2 separate regions of the Pan troglodytes genome follow, and region 1 is linked to region 2. The links are chromatin contacts, called in public Hi-C maps. All regions are on one chromosome and are shown on one strand. Each heading gives the region's core, a stretch centred on a gene start, on an enhancer-like site or on the middle of the called end of the contact. The rest is flanking DNA. Distances are from core to core; before and after follow the strand shown.

Region 1 (3,135 bases), core at 596-3,095, 180 kb before region 2:
CCATCCCCTCCCCCCTACCCCGTCTGAGGAAAAATTGTCTTCCTCAAAACCAATCCCTGGTGCCAAAAAGTTTGGGGACCGCTGGTCTACAAAGAATGCGCGTGGATCAGGTGGGGACATGCTATGGTTTGAATGTCCCCTCCAAAACTCATGTTGGAATTTAACTCCCATTGTAGCAGGGTTGAGAGGTGGGGCCTTTAAAAGGTTGGTGAATGCCGTTATCAGTCAAATGGGTTAGTTATCTCAGGAGTGGTTTCCTGATAAAAGGATGAGTTCGGCCAGTTTTCTTTCTGTCTCACACATGTGCTTCCTCACCATGTGATATCTTCCACCATGGGATAAAGCAGCATGAAGCCTTCATCAGTCAGACACCAGCGTCATGCTCTTGGCCTTGCCAGCTTCCAAAACCGTGAGCCAAATACATTATTTTCTTTATAACTTACCCAGTCTGTGGTATTCAGTTATAGCAGCAGAAATGGACTAAGATGGAACACAAGAGAGGGAAGGAAGTGCAGAGGGAGGGGGAGAAGAGGGAATAAAACTTCCCCAGAGCTGCGGAGAGCCTGCCCCGTCTCTTCATCCCTGGGAAACAGGGAGGGGCTGCAGACACAGCCCCTAAGCCTGCTCTGCATGATGAGAAGCATAAAGACCTGACCCTACAGCGTAGTACCCTAAGCATGTTCCTCCTGCCTGCGATGAAGGGGGCTATCTCCCCACCCACATCCAACCCATCTGCCTCAGGTGTCCACACCATGGAGGCAGAATGTCATGGACTTGCTGTCAGACCATGTCAGATCATGCTGGGAGATAAATTCCCACCATTAACTCAGAACATGGTGGTGCTGGTTGTGGGGTCCTATGGCCAGAGCCTATGCCCTCGCTGTCCATTATAGCTGCATGGGGGGTGTAGGCTGGCACCAGCTACAGATGCCCTGAGAGCTGCTGTCCAAAGAGCTGTTCTGAAGAAGCTTTGCTGAGGGGCACAGGGCCGTGGGGGGAGAGAGAGGCAGCCGTGGGGGCGCCCCAGATGTTGCCCCATGCCCTTCCAGGGCCTGCCTGGAACTGAAGACACGAGCCCTTGTGAGAGTCAGAGGCACTCCGTCGGGCGCGGTGGCTCACGCCTGTAATCCCAGCACTTTGGGAGGCCGAGGCGGGTGGATCACGAGGTCAGGAGATCAAAACCATCCTGGTTAACACGGTGAAACCCCGTATCTACTAAAAATACAAAAAAATTAGCCGGGCGTGGTGGCGGGCGCCTGTAGTCCCAGCTACTCGGGAGACTGAGGCAGGAGAATGGCGTGAACCCAGGAGGCGGAGCTTGCAGTGAGCCGAGATCGCGCCACTGCACTCCAACCTGGGCGACAGAGCGAGACTCCGTCTCAAAAAAAAAAAAAAAAGTCAGAGGCACTCATCTGAGTTCCCACTTCAAATTGGCAGAGGACAGGGAGGAGTCCCCACGATAGGACCTACAGGCTGGCAAAGAACGTGCAGGTGGAGGAGGCAAGACAGTGAGGTCACACCAAGGGGCCGGAGAGAGGTCATTCCATGACTGACGTTCTTGGAATCCGGAATCTGCCCTGCATGCACAAAAATGCCCTCGGAGAGCACGGGGCTGGGGAGCTGGCAGAATCTTCACAGATGCTGAAGAGAGGCACAGCGCAGGCCCTCCCCTGAGTCTTCCCTGATGAAAAAAGGAGGCCAAGGGCAAAGCGGAGAGTGCCGGAGAGCCCTCATTCCTGTTCCCTCGCCACCTGGGGCCCGGGAACCAGACGGACCCTGCGTTAGGATGTGCCGTTGCTGCCTGACTTAAGGCTGGAAAAATACCACGTCCAAGAGTTGGCAGGGGGCTGTGGCTGACCACCAGGGGGCAGCTGTGAGCCCCATGGCCAGGCACGTGCATAGCTCTATTCAGGGAAAGCAAGCCAGGCTTTCACTGACTGAGACCCTGCTTTAAAAATCTCAGCCAGTAGCTGCTCCCCTGAGCCCATAAGGAGTCCTCAGGTTGAGAGGTGTGCAATGTCCTCCAAGAAACCTTTGTCCCAATAGGCAGACCCCTAAATACCCCAACCACGTTTCAGTACCAAAAATGGGATCCTATACTTTAAAAACCTGACCTTGGTGTGACCCCTAACCCTGGCCTCAGACTTCCCCCAAACCCATTGCAATCCTTCATTTATTTAACCAGTATTTATTTAGCATCTACTATATACCAGCAGCCTATTAGACACCTGGGATTCTTCAGTGAACAAATCAGACCAAGACCCCTGCCCTCCTGGGACTTCTATTCTCTGAAAGGAAGGTGCCATTGAACCATCCACAGTTGCCCGTGATTGGCCAGAATGATTTGGGTGGCTCTGAATGAAGCCATCATGCAATTCAGCTTCGGACAGGTGACTCAAGTGGTTCTAAGGAGCTTCGCCTTACAGCTTGAGCATTAGGCCTCCTGACCATCAGACCCAGAGAGAGTGATGAAGACTGAGGACATCTGAGTCTAGGAGAGACTTCAACTTTTTGGCGTGTGACTTCCATTTCTTTCTCTCAAAAGTAGAGGATAGTCCCTTATTCTTTGAAATTTGCAATGTGCTGCCTTTTGACTACAGTGCTTTCACAGAGCAGAAATCTGTTGCTTATTTGATCTGAAACTTCAGTGCTCAGAGAAAATATTCACCTCGGTCTCATTGCATCATTCTCTGAAGAAGGGCCTCTGGGTACCAGTGGCCAAAATCTCATCCTCTTATTCCAAAGATTGGTTCCCCTCTCTGTCTCCTCTCTCTGCGTGTTTATGGCACCATTCTTCCCCAGAGACCTCAGCTGGAAATCTCAGCCTCACATCTAATTCCTCTCTCTTTCTTCCCCAGATCAATCCAGACACCCATCAGTTCTACCTTCTAAATGCCTCTTGATCCTGTTCTCTCCTCTCCACCCCATAGCCACTGCACTGGCCAGGCCACCATCTTTGCTCACCCACACAATTGCCATGTCACAGTTGATCCCCAGATTCCTGTTCTGAAGATAGTACTGTCAAGCCCCTGTGCATGGTGTCCTTCAGGCTCATTCGCTTCACCTGAGGGCCCAACCAGGCAAGCTCTCTCCCTGCTGCCTCCTGCCATCCCTACTTACCCCTCTGGACCTCTG
Region 2 (3,321 bases), core at 811-3,310:
AAGAAGATGGAAAAAGACAAAAGAACTGAAAACTCCCAAACTTTTCACAGCAAAATAGAACTACATTTAATCATCCATATCAGAGAAGATTCAAAAAAGCAGTTGGGTGACTGGGCTAAGGTACAAGACTATCCAATAAAAATCTCACATCTTGCCATTTTCCCTCCCTCTCACAATCTGCATTTAAACAAGTCAATTTCCTGAAATAGGAATCTGGCAACACCCACCAAAAAGTCCAACCATATGTAAAATGGCATCGCACTGTAAAGCTCATATTACAGTATCAGGACAATTGATACTTTCAACAGCAGCAATGGCTGCCAGGCAGCGGTCCTGAATTGAAGACTTGTAAAGGGGAGAAAATACACAACACAGAAAAAGAAGCCTAATAAAATGGGGAAACGGATTCTCTGGGAGGAGCGTATGCAACTCCCAAGGCAAAATTCAGAAAGATGTTGTTTCCCCTCAAAACAAAGAGCCTTAATGCCCAGAATGCCACAGTTCTGAATCGTGAGTACCTGCAAATAGACAGAAGGAACACGGAGGGGATATGTGGGTGAGAGATGACCTGGATTCTCACGGGAAGAAGGGCAGCCACCTTAGAGGTGCACGGAATACAGTTCTAGGCCTGGTGCAACTCAAGGGGCAGTTAACCATTTTCCAGTAAGCCCGAAATTGACCAATAAAAGGGACTTGAAAGTATTAGAGAGCAGCTCTTTGGAAACCCACGGAAAACAAACATTGGGGATTCAAAGGATTTGGGAGGAGAGGAGGTGGAAATGAGTCAAAAGAAGCCTTCTCGAGGATAAAATCATGTGACCCTCGGGAAGAGAATGCCAAGGAGCTAAGAAAAGGGAGGACAGGTCCTGGGGAAAAGCCCTCCACTCCAACAAGCGGGAAGTGCATACCAATGGGTGCGGGGGGGGTCCCTGAAGGTACCGCTTTCGGAGCACCCGAGGCCTCCAGCCGGATGTCAGGCCACGCACCAACGAGGGACCACCGTGCGGGGACAGTGTCCGCGCGCGGGAAAAACGGCGGCGGGGCCGGAAGGGGACAGGGTGGGCCGGAAGGGGGGGCAGGGCGGGCCGGGAGGGCGCCCCACGGGACACTTACGCGGCCGCTTTTTCCTCAGGCTTTCGATGCGCTGGCGGGAGACCGAGGTGGGGCCGCTGTAGGAGCCCAGTCGATCCCGCCTCGTGCCCTCAGCCGAGGCCCCGACCGCGGGCACCGACGCGCTGCTCGCCCGGCGCCGCAGTGGCTCCTGCCGCCGCCCTTCGGGGTCCCCGGCCGCCTGCTCCCCAGCCGACGAGAGGGAGGTGGCGGAAGCCCTGCCGTGGCGCTCCATGGGCGCGCCGAGCCGGCCCGCTCCCATCCGCAGCAGCCACCGCTGCCGCCCCAGCAAGCCCCCCAGCGTCGGACTCCTTCTCGCCTCCTCCGCGGCAGTCCAGCCAGAGCAGAGGCGCGCCCTCGGCCGGCCGCCTCTTCCGTTGCGCCAACGCGCGGGAAGCCAATCCGACGAGGCTGGGGACGGCCCAAAGGCCTCGCGTCCAGTCGGCTCCCTAACTCGACGAGGATTGACCGTGCCTCCGTCCAATGAGAGGCTATCGTGACGGGGCGGGGAGAGGGTGGTGGAGGAGGGGATCCGGGTTCCGCGGAGGAAGAGAAGGCGGTGTAGCCCAGAAGAGAGTGATGGCGGCGCCGCCCAATGGACGCGTGGGTGGAAGGGCCCGAGCCTCCTCATCCACCCCCTCCTTTCGCCCCCACTTGTGCATGCCTCTGCCCCCCCAGGCCGCGGAACTCTCCTGGGGCGACCCCGAGCCCCACCCCGCTGCTCCGTGCCGTCCTCGCAGCTCGAGCCCTCCTCCAGCCCAGCAGTGCTCCCGCAGCGTCTGGCCGCTGGTCGTCGGCAGACGAAAGGGCTTGAACCGCGGCTGACCTTAGCCTTTGTCCCGCGGCCTAGTTCCGCAGCTGCCGTCGAGGCCGCCAGCCCCTCCCCCAGCATGTTTGGGCTAAGCCGCCTCCTTTCCGCCTGCGTTGGAGAGAGAGGTACCAGAAGGAATGAAAGGACTGGGGCTTGTCTCCATGGCAACTGAAAGAAAGAGGTGGGTTATAAATCCTTCGCCACCCTCCTGTGGCGAAGGAGGGGAAGTGGGAGCCGGTAAGTAGAGTTGGCCTTTTGCAGGAGAGTCTGGAGCCCCTTTCTGGGTGATGCATTGGGGGCCATAGAAGGATTTGGCTGCCGCTTTGGAGCATGGATTTTTTTTTTAATCATCTTCCTTTCTCTTTTGGAGAGAAAAATTTGTCACCTCCAGGACTGAGACCCTGACCCTTCCAAGCATTCCCACTACCAAAGGCTGCCCAAGCCCGGAAGGATCCCATCCTGTTCTGTACTCTGAGGTCACTTCCTCACTCCGTCAAATTTCACTGGACTGTGGGCTAATTTAAAGTGCCTCCGTATTAGCGGGGCGTGGTGGCCCATGCCTATAATCCCAGCTACTTGGGAAGCTGAGGCAGGAAAATTGCTTGAACCCGGGTGGCGGAGGCTGCAGTGACCCAGTATTGTGCAACAAGAGCGAAACTCCGTCTCAAAAAAAATAAAAAATAAAAAAGAGTGCCTCCCTGGGGAGACTGTAATGCCCCTTGGGCAGTGATCCTTATTCCCCTCTCCCATAATGATTGGTTGTAGCAGGCTGAACAAAAAGGTTGAGCTTCACTTGTGCTTGCTGAATAGAATTCTCATGCCCACTCCACGTTAGCTCCCCTCACTGTAGGACTAGCTCTGAAAATTCTAGCTCCTGCAGGAAGCCAACACAGATGGATCTACAAGAACCAAAAACAGCTGTAGCTGCTCTTCTAAATCTCAGTGCCTGACATTGCTTCTCCTTCTGCCTCCTCTCTCCACCCCCCAAAAAATGTGGTCCTCCTTGACCTGAGGGAGCTTCCGTCCAAGTCTGTGAGCTCTGATCATCCTGAAGAATCAAAGTATCATCATCCCTTGGCTGGCAAGATGAACTCCAACATCAAAACACTTGAAACAGTAGTATTTTTACACAATTTGCCCACTGCCTCTACATCTCACTTAGTCCTTGCAGTAACATTTGGATGATGAGGCAACTTATCCAGAAGCACAAAGCCTAAAGAATGACAGAGCTTGGACTCCTGAGAAGTTCAGCTACTGCCCGCCTTATGATAACCAAAAGAAAGCGGCTGGGCGCAGTGGCTCAACTCCTGTTATCCCAGCACTTTGGGAGGCCGAGGCGTGCAAATCACAAGGTCAGGAGTTCGAGACCAGCCTGGCCAACACAGTGAAACCCCGTCTCT

Evidence for each region. Hi-C and Micro-C count contacts between places; a contact is called where the count stands out from the background.
Region 1: a Hi-C map of stem cell-derived neural progenitor cells shows a contact between it and region 2, with 2.9 times the contacts expected there. The contact joins the enhancer-like site here to the promoter of PANK2 in region 2. A contact is called at or near these places in 2 of 7 Hi-C or Micro-C datasets (a lymphoblastoid cell line and stem cell-derived neural progenitor cells) and 1 of 1 datasets of contacts at active chromatin or transcription factors (stem cell-derived excitatory neurons).

What each region holds. Positions count from the first base shown.
Region 1 is chr21:10,674,626-10,677,760 of NHGRI_mPanTro3-v2.0_pri, reverse strand. No RefSeq gene overlaps it. Among named protein-coding and RNA genes, the nearest start is that of RNF24, 51 kb to the right of the region's middle. Within about 2 kb of position 1,845, at least 10 of the 24 cell types and tissues checked have an H3K27ac peak or open chromatin away from gene starts, as enhancers often do. A contact at or near this core is called in stem cell-derived neural progenitor cells, where this site is marked.
Region 2 is chr21:10,495,267-10,498,587 of NHGRI_mPanTro3-v2.0_pri, reverse strand. It overlaps PANK2 (pantothenate kinase 2), which reads right to left and starts at 2,060. Exons shown (of 7, transcript XM_063803271.1): 1 at 1,937-2,060.